3 separate regions of the Anser cygnoides genome follow, and all the other regions are linked to region 2. The links are chromatin contacts, called in public Hi-C maps. All regions are on one chromosome and are shown on one strand. The core of a region is the stretch at or near the end of the contact, and the rest is flanking DNA. Distances in the headings are between cores, read along the strand shown. Region 1 holds the start of ALDH9A1 (aldehyde dehydrogenase 9 family member A1). Region 2 holds the start of LOC106041535 (flavin containing dimethylaniline monoxygenase 3). Region 3 holds the start of PLPP6 (phospholipid phosphatase 6).

Region 1 (4,890 bases), core at 2,226-4,725, 770 kb before region 2:
GAGTCCAGGTATGCTTCCTGTCCAGCAGACATCCTGCAACTCCCTGCAGCATGGATATTACACTGTGCAGCAAGCATCAGCTGTACTGAAAGACTGTCTGGTAAACTATATTATTCTGTAGCGTATCGCTAGGGTTTGTTTTGAGCAGGTACTGTAAAACTGGTGCCGCTCCTGCACAGTGTTCCCCTCCTTTACTTTCGTGTGTGTGTGTGCAGGCTGAGGCCTTCCTTTCCTTAGTCTCTACCCAGAACGATCCTTTTCAGTTACTGTAGAATTAAAAAGCTTTGCTTCTTTATTTTTGTTGTTCTCCTTCCATGGTCCAAAAAAGTTCAAGAACTCAATGACCTCGTTGTCTGACCTGTCCTGACAGTTATTTTGGGGAAGACACTCAGGTTTGAAGAGAATCCTCCTTCCTCCTTTTGTTGTCTGGATAGCCAGCCCTCAGCAGATGACAGGAGGGGGCACAGTTGTTTTCTTCTTTCCCTTGCATCGGACGTCCTTGTTTAGCCAGCACTGCATAAGCAGCTTCTTGAGCTGTAGTTATTTGCAGCAAAGCAAATTTAGATGAAACTAAAAGAAAAGTGAACTTCTGTAGTTGCACTGTTGCGGATTTTAAAGGGAGTGTCACAAAAAAACAGGAAAGCTTTGAACTTTTAAATACTCTGTAGTGAGGTGTTTAGCTAGTGCCTGCCTCTTACTACTGAATTCCTCCCTTGTTGTTTTCTACCTAAACCGCTCAGATACAGACATGAATGCAGAGGAGCGCATTTCAGCAGTCAGTTTCTTGGTACATGTGGCCTGTTACGCAGTATGTCTCCTCCAACCCCCTGCTCTTGTCTGCATCACCAGCATGCAAATTAATTCTGTGCCTAACTGTCCGGCTCGAACTTGGCATCTGCTTCGGTTGCCATGTTGCTGACCCAAATTCAGACTGCGTTTGTTCCTCGCTAGTTTTCAGGCTCTGCTGGATGGCACTGCCATTGACAGGGGTTTCTAGAACTCGTGAAAACTGAGGGCTGCTTTGGTTCTGCCTGTGAGCACGTTAGGAACCTGCTTCTGTGTATACGCTGCAGCTAAATTGCCAGTGTAACTATTGCAGGTTGAAGACACCAACTCCTAAACAAAGTTATTAATTAACAAAGTTATTAAATGCTGTGCCTGCCAGCTGTGTAGCTGGAGGTGGGAAAGAGCCCTCAGCCAAAATGAGGATTTAGTCATGAGGCTTCAGTTGGGGTAGAAGAGAGGGGCCCAGCTATAACTGTAGCCATTGGTGATGGTTGTTTGGCTCTGTACTGAAGCATTTTTAGAACTTGCGGGGTCAGATGTCCATCGTGTATTAGGCAGTTTGGTAAGACTGTGGGTGAGGACCTGAATCTGCTGAAGCTGGCAGGAAGGCTGCACTTGCAGGCAGAGCTGGGATTTCTTCCTCTTTGGTGTCTCCCTTGTCACGGCCTTACTGACGTGCTGCTCTGCTCTTGTTTTTGCAGAACATTCAGAAGATGCTCGGCCTTGCTCCGTCCCGGGCTGCCACCAAGCAAGCAGGGGGCTTCCTTGGCCCACCACCTCAGGCAGGGAAGTTTTCCTAAAGCACAGTTAGAGCCTTCACTGCAGGTCTGACAGCCGCACAAGTCTGCCCTGGGGAGGTAGAAGGATGGGATTCTGCACCAGGCTTCATGTGTCGAAAACCAGCCTCTGCAGTATCTGCCACAGCCTTGGAAACATCTCGCGTTTGAAGTATTCTACCAGCAGCTGTTTGCTCATCAAACCAAGAAAGTTCTCAGAAGATAACTTGACTTTTTGTTTCTGGTGTTTCTGAGAAATAAACGGCATGGGCATGTTGATTTAGATGTCTGTTAATTGTGCTGTAGGACAAGTAGAACTACCTTCATGTAGCACAGTTGGCTTCAGTTTATGGCATGGAAATCAATTAAGATATCACGAACGAGATCTTCAAACCAGCTTAGAAAACTTGGGACAGTTGTGCTGAGAGGCGTCCCTTGTCTTAGACCTACTGGCTGCACTCCTGTGTAGTGGAGAGCTGGGCAAGGAGGTGTGCTTAGTTCTCCTGTGTGTAACTTCCAGTGTTCACGGTGAGGTTTTTTTTTTTCTTTTATTGGCTCACGTGGCTGGGGGCCCAGGAACCTGCCCCTGTGCCAAGCTGCTCTTGGAGGTTGCAAGTACTGCTGGATGTCTGCCCGTGTCTTCCTGGCAGGGTACAGTGCCACAGAGATTTGTAGCGTTGTGCAGCTTCTGTTAAAGTTGCTTACTTAAGCAGAATCTGCTCAACTGCAGAAACAAACCTGGCCTTCAGTTTAATGAGTAAACTGTTAGATTATATCAGTGCTGCCCACTGCTACTGAACCCTTTTTATTGCCTGAGCGGTTAGGACAGCTGCATTTTTGTTTACTGATCATCGGTCCATTTAGCAGTATGAATCTTAAAAATGCTTCCTTCATAGGCCAGTAAGTTCCCTATGCTGCCTTCCACTTTGCCAAATAATTACCTGGTTCAGTCCTGTTGGCCAGGCCTTGTTTAAAAGGGCTGAATAAATTTTGCTGCTGCTCTCAAGTTAGACTGACGGCTTTCTTGAAGCGTTGTGGTACCTGTAGGGGCTACTGATTCCTCGCTTCTGTGACCAGAAGCATATAATACAGAACATTTTACTAGGAGGCTTTGACAAGGTGCAGGGCACGGGGATAAATCTGAAATGCCTCGTGGCAGTGTGGAGCATGTGTAACACCACATTAAATCCTACGTCTTGGAGCAGCACGGAGCACGAGGATGCTGCATTTTTGACACAGTTGCATCTGGTGTAGGTGCAGCCTTCCCCAGGGAGCAGCCGTGGTCGTGTAAGTCCTCAGTTTCCTACGTGTGGCCTCTGTGTGATGGCCTGATCCTGCTGCAAAGCCAGAAACTCCCAAACCTGCTGCACCAGCTTTGGTGAGTTAGTTTATTCCGCAGCATACGGTCATCAGATCCAGCAGGGCGAGTGGGGAGAGCTGTGAGAGCCGAACTGACAGAGTGCAACGACAGCGTGCACCCCAGGGGGCTGGGAGGTGCTACGTGCACCCTGCCCTCCCAGACCCTGCCTCAGCCCCGCGCTGCCTTGGGCCGAGCACACGTTGCGATATGTTGCATCGCACCGCGTGTTACCGCTTTGTGAGGGCGGCGCTCGCACATCCAGAGCTTACCCGAAAATTATGGCTTCGTCGCTGTGGTGGGGCTCGCTGCCTGCTTGGTGCAGCAGGTCTGTGGGGTGGTTAATCCTGACACAGGGAGAACAACTCTCGAGGTCTGAATTCTAAGAACCCACAAAATGTACTGGGGGGGTACACGCCTGCCTTTTGGGGGCAGGAAGAACGGTTTCGGTTCTATCACTTTTTACACCCCCGGAGCCCTCCGAGCCGCGGGGGGGCGCCCGGGGCCGGGGCCGGGCCTGCCGGGGGGGGCGGTGCGGGGCTCGGGGGGGGGGGCTCCCCCCATTTCTCCGCCACCGCCGAGCGGGGCCGCGGATCTGCCCCGAGCCCGGCTGCCGGCCCATGGTGCCGCGGCCCCTGCTGCAGCCCCTCGTGCCCCGGCTCCGCCGCCTGCTGCCCGGCCTCGCCATGAGCAGCGCCACCGGCTCCTTCTCCCTGCAGCAGCCCCTCAACTACCGGGGGGGAGCCCGGCTGCAGCCCGCCGACGGTGGGCAGGTGGAGGAGGTGTACGAGCCGGCCACAGGTGGGGACACGCGTGGGGACACGGCTCTGCTGGGGGCTGGCCGTCCCGGGGGGCGGCCCCGACCCCCACGTCCCCCCAGCCCCTGCAGCCTGGGACTGGCTGTGACCGTCCGCCGAAGCAGCCGGGGTCTGGCTCAAATGATTTCCAAATCAATTGGTTTTTCCTCGCCCGGGTTTCGGCAGGCCCCATGCAAGGTGGCGAGGGGCTAACGGAGCCGAAGAACGCACAGCGGGGTGCTGGTGGCGGAAGCTCAAGGGGGGAGAGCGAAGAGATTTGTGATGCTGGGAGCTAATTAGTAACTGGGACATGGGTGTGGGAGAAGGGTCTTAATGCAAGCCCTTTAAACCACAACACCTCTTCAAGAAACCAGTCACAAATAAGTGGGTTTTGTTTGGAACCATTACGTTCGTAGCCTGGTGCGGGTGGTGGGACTGAGATCTTTGCCGCAAGATAAATCGTATTTTCTGTGCCCTTTCTCTGACACGAACATCTCCTTTGTTTCCATTTTAAATGTGCCCAGGCCGAGTGATAGCCAAGCTGCTGTGCTCCGGGGAGAAGGAGGTGGACCTGGCCGTGCAGAGCGCGAAGGCTGCCTTTAAAGTATGGAGCCAAATGTCGGGCATGGAGCGGTGCCGGGTGCTGCTGGAGGCCGCCAGAATTATTCGGGTATGTCGGGGGGCTCGCGTCACGTTTTGTCTGCCAGCATTTTCGTGGATTAAGGCGGCTGCTGGGGGCTGCGGTTCCAGCGGCACCTCCAGAGCTCGGGGAGGTAAAACCCCACCTTTGACCAGCAGAGACAGTTGGTTGCCTTGGGCAGGGCACCCAGTCTTATCAGTCTTAGTTCAAGGCCGGTGTGTGCTACAGCACCTTTTCTGCTTAATTCTGGCAGGAGACACAAAGCTGAAGCAATCCAGTCAGGACCCTGCAAGGCATGCGATTTACAAGCTGAAGCTGCGTAGCTGACACATTCTTGAACTTTAGGATTTCGGACCCTGTTGTCACGTGGCAGAAGCATACGTTGTTTTAGCAATAAGAAAATGTAGGAGTGCTTTTTTTTTTTCCCTTAGCAGATAATACGCGTGGGGAGAGGATACAGATATGCTAGCTTTGTCACAAACTTGTTTGTGAGATAACACGTTCTTGGACCTCAAAGTAAGATGTGAGATAACA
Region 2 (4,415 bases), core at 929-3,428:
TTGCCTGCAAACAAAAATGGGGAGGGGTGCAGAAAAGGAAATGAAAAATGTATCTTTAACCACACTCGAGACAAATGAGGGATCTGCCTGGAAAGCGCTCGGCTGCAGTTAGTGCGGAGCAGAAGGGAGGTGGGCGCTCCTAGTTCCTGCCCTACAGCTGCTGATTTATTGTCCCTGGCGTGCAGGGCCCCGCCAGCCTGCGGGATGTTTCCCATTTGGCACTTCAAAGATGGGTGAACAATGGAGTTGTGCTTCAAAAGGGGATGGCTGCTGGCCCCTGGGACCCGGTGAGGCTTCGGTGCCTTGGGGAAATTTTGTTCGTCTCGAGCAGCACCGGGAGCCTGTCCGCAGCTCGGGGGGCTGTGCTCCCCGTGGGCATCCTGCCCTTCGTGACCTGTCCTTCAGACGATGTTCCCCTCTCTGTGGGTCCAGCTTTTTGCACAAAGGCAAAGCGGGCTGCGAGCTGTGTCCCTGTGAGATGTCCCCTCTGTAGGAGCCGTAGCGTTGTGCTCAAAGCCACCTCCGACCTCAGCAGCACGCTGCTGGTGAAAGAAAGCTTTGGGCTGGAAAAGGAGGATTTTGTAGGTGGGACCGCTTTTACCCTGTTATTGCTCTTCTGGAGACTGAGAGCTGCCTTCTGCTGCTTCTTTCCTGTGGTGCGTGATAAAAAGTCCAACAGGAGTCTGCAGCTGTTGGGCAGAGGGACTTTGGTGCCATTAGAAATGTTAATTTTTTAAAACTATATTTTTTGCAGACTATTGCACATCCTAACTTCTCTCTCTTTCTCTGCCTTTCCACACCTGAAGCTTTTTCCATCCCTTTGTGTTTTCCCATTCTGGAGAGGAAAAATGGAGCAAAACATCCAAGATCTTTTATTTTTGAGGAAAAGGGCAGCTGGGAAATGATGAGCTGAGAAGGAGGGCACCTTTGTTCCCCTCCCTCTGCCGTAGGCTGATGCCTCCTGTCCCTGTGCCAGGGCACGGAGCAGGCACTGTCGTCCTCTGTGTGTCATTTTCTAACAAATGTTTTCATGGGCAGAAGTCCTCCTCCTCCAGGTTGAGTCCTGCAGGAGTCACAGAGATCCACCTCTCCTCCGGGCTGGGAATCCATGAGACCAGCTTGGCAGCTTATTTGCATTAAGTCCACTTAATCGTGACTCCAAAACTGCTCTTTTGGAAACCCGAACCAATTTGCTAGATAGTGGAAAAATGAGCAATTTCTTCTTCTGTTCGGTTGCTCAATCATTTTTCTGGCATTCTCCATTCTATTTCATTTGAAGTCAACTTAGGATGAATTAAGTGTCCAGCTTCGACAGCTTTGGAGGCTCCGGCAGCAGCAGCCCGCGGACTTCCCAGCACGTGCACTCACCAGCTGAGCTGTTCTCCCTCCGGAGGCCAGGACTTGATGGATGGGCTCACACAATGAATTAAGCATCGCTGCAGAGTGCGGAGCTGGATTTGGGCTTGCAAGCACACTTCTCCACACTTGCCTGTGTTTTGTCCTTTCCCACAGATGTCCTCGGAGGCACATTTGCCCTGTTTATTAGAACTGGGGATTTGAGGCAACGTGGAAATGTGGTCCAGAGAAAATCCATATGAACTTAGAGAAAACAAACCCAGACAGTGAGTTACTTGCAGAAAGTCCCGTGCTTGGGGAACCTGGACCGTTGTGTGACGTGGCTGGGAACTGCTTGGCTCTGGCAACGTGTGTGGAGACCATGGCGGCGAGGGGAGAAGGCAGGATACAAACCACAGCTTTCCCTGATGGTCTGCTGCTCCTACAGTCGCCTCTACTCTGCCCACACATTATTAATGGACTACTTATTTCTCCAGATCTACTCTGCCCACACATTGTTAATGGACTACTTATTTCTCCAGTTCTTCACTGTCTGAGGATGAGCCTCCCCAGACAGCCTCCTCGGTGGCCCTGTGGGCGAGAGGCCCCCGTTTCCATCGGCTGCTCTCAACCACTCGGGCGTCGCCGTGCCGCTTTGCAGAGGTGCCTTTGGAGATACTGGGAGCAGCCGCCTGGCGACCTCTATCTTGGAAACCATTTCAATCCAGGGCTTTATTTCCTAATTTCAGAGCTCTGAGCCCACAGCTCCTCCTCAAGTTACAGCTGGGGGTTGCTAAAGTCCATGCAGCGCGAGTCGCTCTCGTCCAAAGAGAGGCCGGGCTCTGGCCCTGCCTCCCCAGCAGCGCTGTATAAAAGCTTTGCTCTTTGCAGGAACCTCCTCCTGAGCCCCAGCTCCTCTTCTCCCACAGCCTCAGCTCACGGCTCTCACCTCCCTGAGGGCTGCACAGGTAAGCGAGGATGGATGGAAAACCTCACAGGACTCGTAGGGAGCAGGGCAGGGTGGAGGCGGGCGGCCCCACGCCGTGACAGCTGCTCTCCCCACCACAGGACACCATGGTGCGGCGCGTGGCCGTGGTCGGCGCGGGCGTCAGCGGGCTGGCGGCCATCAAGTGCTGCCTGGAAGAGGGGCTGGAGCCCACCTGCTTCGAGAGGAGCGAGGACATCGGCGGGCTGTGGCGCTACACGGTGAGAGAGGCTCGGGCCGCGTGGCCTTGCGGTCAGTTAGGGTTTGGGGTGGGGATGGTGGCTTCAGGAGCAGCTCAGGGAAAGGAGCTGAGCAGGTTAAAGCATGGGGGAGGTGAAGGGGGGAGGCGTTGAGGACAGAGTTTGTTCTGGGTGATGCAAAATGTTTGACTCGGATCAAAGCACAAAGCCTATAGCTGTCACGCCTGACCTCTGGATGCTTTCTGGACCTCAGGAGGGATGCTAGACCCAGTCCTGCACCCTATCCCCTGAGCTGCTTCTTTCCCTGGCTCCTAAACGCAGGTGTAACCAGCTCCTAAATGCCTGGGTTGAGGCAAGCCCTCCTACCTGGCCCTTTAGGACATGTCTATGCTTTTAGGGGGTGATTTGGTTACTGCACTTGATGGCTTTGGGGTGTCTCTCTGGCCCCAGCCTGGCGGTGATGGTATCTGCAAGAGTTGGTTTAAATTTTAACCCAGAATGTTTTGGGGATGGAAAATCACTGGACTGAGCAGGTTCAGCAAATCATTGATCTGCTTGCTCGTTCTGAGGAAAGTTGGCAAACCAAAACCCTCAGAGAGACTCTTAATTTGACAAGATTAAAATAAAACAGTTGTGGGTTTTTTTTATATATTTTATTTATTTATTTAATGTAAATAACTTTCTGTTCTTCAGTTTTCTTCAGCATTCTTCAGGTGCTTTTTTAGCCACTTTTAACTGAAAAAAGTCAATTTTGTGACAGTTTTGCATGAGTGAAATGTTGCTTTATGTATTACCCCTTTGGCTTGTTAAGGAAGTGGAAAACATTGCACATCTGCTGGGTTCTGCCTCCCAGGTGGGTGAATCCACAGAGAGGTGGTGAAGCCCAAAATTTGTCCCCTCTGCAGGTGTGTGTCCATCCCCTAGTACGACCTGGGCAGCGCCTTGTCCTGAGGGGCATAAATCCCAGCCAGAAATGCCATTAGCATTAGAATAGCAGCTTTGAATCCCGTGGCATCCAAACAAGAGCACTGTGCAATCTTGTACATGTGGGAATCTGCGGTTTTTGGCAGGGATCTGACCCCTACTCTGTCACAAGCTCTTGGCCTGTTGGACCAGAAGCTTGGAGAGCAGATTTAGGGCAGTTTCACAGACAAAGTATTTATCTTTGCCACGCATGGTGCCTGGATTTTGTTAATTGAGCAGTAGAGCAATAAGCCTGCGATAGTCCCTGTGTGCTCCAGCCAAGCAGAGAGAAAAATCACTTTGAGCTCTGCGAGTGATGTTTATAAGAAGAGATGCTTCAGCTTTAAAACAGCAGCTGCATGTGGCCAAGGTTAAGTACAGAAAACATCATAAATGATGCTTCTGTGAGGTAAATGCAGAAGAAATTATGCTAAAAAGGGGAATCTGAGGTTATTATGGGGACGTACTGTGCATGGCTCTTTGGGATGAGCCCACAAAGCCTGCGAGCAAACGAGGAAGGTAAGCAAAGGGCTGCAGACCCTCTGGGGTGCTCAGCGCCCTCGGTTCTGGGTTTGGTGGGTGAGGTTGAGCTGAAGAACGGGGCTGGGGCTTACTTAGCCAGGCAGGAAGGGGATAGCAGGGGAAAACCTCCCTCCCTCTGAGAGCCAAACATCCTGGTTCAGGCCTCCAAAGCTCTGAGATTCTCCTAGAAGTCCTGGATAAAATCATCTCCAGGTTGGCTTAGTGTTCCCTACACATGGCTTGTGACTTTCCAGGGTGCCCATGGCTGGCTCCCCGAGCTGTGCTGCTCACCCAGAGCTGGAGATCTGGGCTTTGAGGAGCGGAGGACACCCCCTGGGGCAGCACGTGTCCCTTCATCCCCTCTAACCACAGCCCTCTACTCATGTACCCCTCCAGGAGCATGTGGAGGA
Region 3 (4,791 bases), core at 1,062-3,561, 560 kb after region 2:
TCAGCTCCACACAGGTCTGGGCTCCGAAGCCACCAACAAGGGGACATCTGGCTTCTCTCCTCCCTGAGAAGCAGCAACCTGCACTCGCCCCCACACCCCCAGCACCCCACTGTGGTGCAAAATGACCCTGCCCGCTCCGAAAGCGTGAGGACGGGGTCATCCCCGGCATTCCCTGCCCGAGCCCAGCTCCAGGCAGCTCGACCCCACGCCGGCCATAGGGCCATGCAGAGGGCAGCCCCCCTGCCGCCCCCGGGGTCCCAGCCCTGTGCCCTTGGGGAAGAGCAGGAGGCCGGAGGAAACTGATCCGGCACCTTGCTGCAGCCCCTGGCACCCAGGAGAAATCCGAGCGGGGCTCTGCTTTCAGGAAGGGCAGCCAGGGCAGGGCAGGGCAGGCTCAGCAGCTCGAGGCAAAGGCAGGACCGGCGCCGGCTGCTCCCGCTCCCCAGGCAGATCGGGGCCGGGGGAGCTGCTCCAGCCCCAGCTGGCGCTCCCGACAGCACCAGCAGGGACAGGACCGCAGGCGAAGGCACGCCAGCGCCGTGTCTCCCCGCCACGAAGCCCGGGCAGCCCGGAGCTGCGCGAGGTGCCTCCTACTTCCAGGGAGAGGATTGCCAGGGCAGCCTCCACCTGCTCCCGCTCCCTTGCGAGCTGCCTCCGGCGGGGACTGTGCGAGGGCTGAGAGGAGGAGCTCTGCCAGTGCTGGTTAGGGGGATGCCCGGAGAGCCCAGCCCCTGTGGGGCCACACGGGCTCGACAGGGCTTTCTGCGAGCACCCCACACGGCGCCACGCAGAGCCCCCCCTGCCTGCCTGAGAGAAATCAGGGCTCTGCAGCGCCCGGGCAGGAACCAGGAGAAATGAGGCCGATGGGACGGGCTGAGGACAGGCCTGGCCGCGAGCGTGGCACCGCCCGGCAGCCGCCTGTGGGGACGGAGCCCCTGGCTCAGCCACCTCCTGCCTGCAGCCCCCACACCAACGCGGCCCAGCGCCAGGGCAGCGCGGGTGCCCTGGTGGCAGGCTGGGTGCACACTTGCTCCTTGGCGTCCTCCCGAGCCACCTGCGTGGAGCCTTCAAGCGACTTCCCTCAAACCTCTCCCAGCAGGGCTGCAACAAGGAACACAAGGCGATGGCGTCGAGGGAGGACAGCGGGGAACCGTGCTGGGGCCTCCGTCACCTCATGGAAGTGCACTGGGGCCTCCGTCCCCTCACGGAATTGTGCTGGGGCCTCTGCCCCACCGTGTAACGGCACCGCGGTCCTTGAGCCCTCACAGAACCACGCTGGGGGCCCATCCCCTCACAGGACTGCTTTGGGTCTTTGGAGCCTTACGGAACGGCACTGGGGCCTGCACCCCCCTCATGTAACGGTATCAGGGCCTCCGTCCCCATCATGTAACAGCGCCGGGATCCCGCCACATCGCAGAACCACACCGGGGTTTCTGGCCCCTCGCGGAATGGCACCAGGGCCTCTGTCCCCACCATGTACGGGCACTGCTGCCTCCATCCCCCTCAGGTAACGGTATCAGGGCCTCCGTCCCCATCGTGTAACTGCGCTGGGGCCCTGTCACCTCACAGGACCACTACGGGGTCTCTGACCCCTTACGGAATGGCACTGGAGCCTCCGTCCCCGTCACGTAACTGCGCTGGCGCCTGCGTCCCCTCACGGAGCCACACCAGGGCCTCCGTCCCCACCAGGTAACGCCACCGGTGCCTCCGTCCCCGCCGCGCAACGCCGCCAGACCCGCGCCCCTCACAGCCCCCCCCCGGCAGCCCCCCAGCTCACACGCCGAGGTCGCTGTAGGTGTTGTAGAACTCCATGTGGTTGCAGGCCTGGATCCAGCCCACCACCCAGGTGTGGCGCCGGGCGATGGGCGGCATGAGGACGCGGGCGGAGGCGCGGAAGTAGGGCGTGCGGTAGCGCAGCACCACGGGCGAGCTCTCCTCGATGGCGGTGGCGGCCGGCTCGATGGTGGCGGACACGTCGGACACCACGATCTGCTCCCGCCGCACCCGCGCCTTGCACGCCACGCTCTGCAGGCAGCCCATGGCCGCCGCCGCCTCCCCGCCGCCGCCGCCGCCGCCGCCGCGCTCACCCGCCGCCGCGCCGCGGGGCCGAGCGGCAGCCCCGGCCGGCCCCCCCCCGCCCCGCCATCGCCGCCCGCCGCCGCCGCCGAGCGCCGGCGCCCGCACCGGCGCCGGCAGGGCGAAGGCGCCGCCGCTGCCTTTGCGGCCCTCGCCGGCCACCGTCCGCCGGCCCCGCCGCTAGGGGGAGGCGGCGGCGGCGCCGAGCGCGGTCGCCGTGGTAACCGGGGGCGGCACGTGGGGCAGGAAGCGGAAGCGGCGCTGCGCGGGACGGGGCGGGGGGAGCGCGGCGGCGGGGCCGGCACCGGGGGGAACCGGAGAGCAGCGGGGGGGTACGGGGGGGTACCGGGAAGGCACCGGAGAGACTCTTGAGGGATACTGGAGGCACTGAGGGGATACCGGGAGGTTACCGGCGGGCACCGAGGGGTACCGGAAGGATACCGGAGGGCACCGAGGGGTACCGGAGGGCACCGGGGAGAGTACAGGGGGTACCGGAGAGGCACCGGGGAGATACTCGGGGGATACCGGAGGGCACAGGGAAGGTACCGGGTGACCACAGGGGGCACCAGAGAGGTACTTGGGCGATACTGGGGGCACTGAGGGGGTACCGGAAGGTTACTGGGAGGTTACCGGAGGGCACCGAGGGGTACCGAAGGGGTACAGGGGGCACCGTAGGGGTACCGGGAGACACCGGGGAGATACTTGGGGGATACCGGAGGGCACCGGGTGACCACAGGGGGCACCGGAGAGATACTGGGAGGGTACAAGGGGCACCGGAGAGGTACTTCGGGGATACTGGGAGGCGCTGAGGGGATACCGGGAGGTTACCAGAGGGCACCGAGTGGTACCAGAGAGCACCGGGGGAGTACAGGGGGCACCGGAGGGGTACCGGGAGGCACCGGGGAGATACCTGGGGGATACTGGAGGGCACAGGGGGACAGCAGGGGAGGTACCTGGGGGGCACCAGAGGGGTACCGGGGTCGGATGGGCCTGTGAGGTGACAGCAGGAGGCAGCCCGGCAGTGGGCGACCTGCTTTGGCCTCTCCAGGCCTGGTCCCATCCCGGTCCTGTCCCACCACCAGGCCCGGTGCCACCACCCGGTCCCGTCCCCGTCCCGGCGCCATGCCCAGCCCTCGCAGCAACCGCGAGCGACGCGCCGGCCGCCCGGAGTTCGTGTCCCTGCTGAGCCAGCACGGCCCCGCAGCCCCGGACAGCCCGTCCCGCCGCCGCGAGTCCGGGGGCTCCGCGCCCCCGCCGCTGCCCGAGGAGGACTGCATGAGGCTGAACCCGTCCTTCGTGGGCATCGCCCTCAGCTCCCTGCTCGCCGTCGACCTCTGGGCCTCCAAGCGCCTGGGAGTCTGCGCCGGGGAGGCCTCGGCCTGGGGCAGCGCCCGCCCGCTGCTGAAGGTGGTTGAGGTGTCGGGGCACGGCATCCCCTGGCTGCTGGGCACCTTCTACGGGCTCTGCCAGAGCGACAGCTCGGCCGCCAGGGAGGTGCTGCTCAACCTGCTCTTCGGTGAGGCCGGGAAGGGGTCGCTGCGGCGGGAGGATGGGGCCCGGGGGATGGGGAAGAGCTGAGGAAAGCCGGCTGTCACAGCCCTGGGGGAGCCGTCTGGTTCCCAGCAGCTCGCACGTCTGCCCAGAGCTGCAGCACGCGGATGGCTGCTCCAAACGCTGTGCCCGTGCGGTACCTGGATGGCTGCTCCAGCTTCCAAACCTCTGTGTCCCTGTGGCACCTGGCTGGCTGCTCCGGTTTCCAAACGCTGTGCCCGTGTGGGACCCGGATGGCTGCTCCAGTTTCCAAACCTCTGTGCCCGTGGGCTCGCTGCAGGCACTGATCTGTAAAAGCCAATATGGAAACTTCATCCAAAGCACGCATTTTAATCACACGTGGTGCCGTACTTTTTCCCCCCAGCATCCTGTCCTAGTAGGTATATGTAAATTCGTTTTTGCTCGCTTTGAAACAGCGGTAGCGCCAGAACAACAGACCTTTCTGGATTCCCAGTTCTTACACTTTTAAGTTGCAAAATTATAGGTGTCTCACATTGATTATGTGACTCTCTGTTTGGTGGGAAGTGTATGCTTTTGTGCATCTTTTCCATTTAGCAGTGCGTGGTTAAATTACAGCATCACGGGAGAGCTGGTGGGAAGGGACCTGGTGGCTTCTGACCTCCTTCCATAGAATGGTTTGGGTTGGAAGGACCTTAAAGCCCACCCAGTGCCACCCCCTGCCATGGGCAGGGACACCTCCCACCAGCCCAGGCTGCCCCCAGCCCCATCCAGCCTGGCCCTGGACACTTCCAGGGATGGGGCAAACACAGCTCCTCTGGGCAGCCTGTTCAGTGCCTCACCTCCCTCACAGTGAAGAATTTATTCCAAATATCTAATCTAAATTTACCCTTTTCTAGTATAAAACCATTACCCCAGGAGCAGGCCTGCTCTGGCACCAGGGTTGTATCCAGCTGGAGTCACCCACCTTGGTGCTTTTTTGCAGCACCCACGTGGGGAACGAGCTTTCCTCGGTGCCCGAGCTGGATCTCCCAAACCACAGTTTAAAAGAAGTGATTGAACTAGGTTTACTTCTAGGAAAAAAAAAAGGGTTCTTAAATGATTAACCAGAGGGAGTGAACTGAAGTGACCAAAGGAAGGACTTTGTGCCCAGGCCATAGGACAGAAATCAGTCTCTCGGGCAAGATTTCCTTGGAAGAAGCAGCC

The links. A called contact is a pair of places that touch in the nucleus more often than the background predicts.
Region 1: a contact with region 2 is called in a Hi-C map of liver, with 1.8 times the contacts expected there. The contact joins the promoter of ALDH9A1 here to the promoter of LOC106041535 in region 2. A contact is called at or near these places in 2 of 7 Hi-C or Micro-C datasets (both in liver).
Region 3: a contact with region 2 is called in a Hi-C map of liver, with 10 times the contacts expected there. The contact joins the promoter of PLPP6 here to the promoter of LOC106041535 in region 2. A contact is called at or near these places in 2 of 7 Hi-C or Micro-C datasets (both in liver).

What each region holds. Positions count from the first base shown.
Region 1 is chr8:11,591,098-11,595,987 of Taihu_goose_T2T_genome, reverse strand. It overlaps ALDH9A1 (aldehyde dehydrogenase 9 family member A1), which reads left to right and starts at 3,475. Exons shown (of 11, transcript XM_048080212.2): 1 at 3,475-3,720; 2 at 4,241-4,386. The coding sequence starts at 3,540. TMCO1 (transmembrane and coiled-coil domains 1) reads left to right here. Exons shown (of 7, transcript XM_048080300.2): 7 at 1,488-1,841. The coding sequence ends at 1,586.
Region 2 is chr8:10,823,452-10,827,866 of Taihu_goose_T2T_genome, reverse strand. LOC106041535 (flavin containing dimethylaniline monoxygenase 3) reads left to right here and starts at 2,178. Exons shown (of 9, transcript XM_013190066.3): 1 at 2,178-2,303; 2 at 2,404-2,541; 3 at 4,402-4,415. The coding sequence starts at 2,410.
Region 3 is chr8:10,263,780-10,268,570 of Taihu_goose_T2T_genome, reverse strand. It overlaps PLPP6 (phospholipid phosphatase 6), which reads left to right and starts at 2,311. Exons shown (of 3, transcript XM_048080260.2): 1 at 2,311-2,408; 2 at 3,159-3,592. The coding sequence starts at 3,199. It overlaps FAM78B (family with sequence similarity 78 member B), which reads right to left and starts at 2,196. Exons shown (of 3, transcript XM_067001404.1): 1 at 1,778-2,196. The coding sequence starts at 2,040.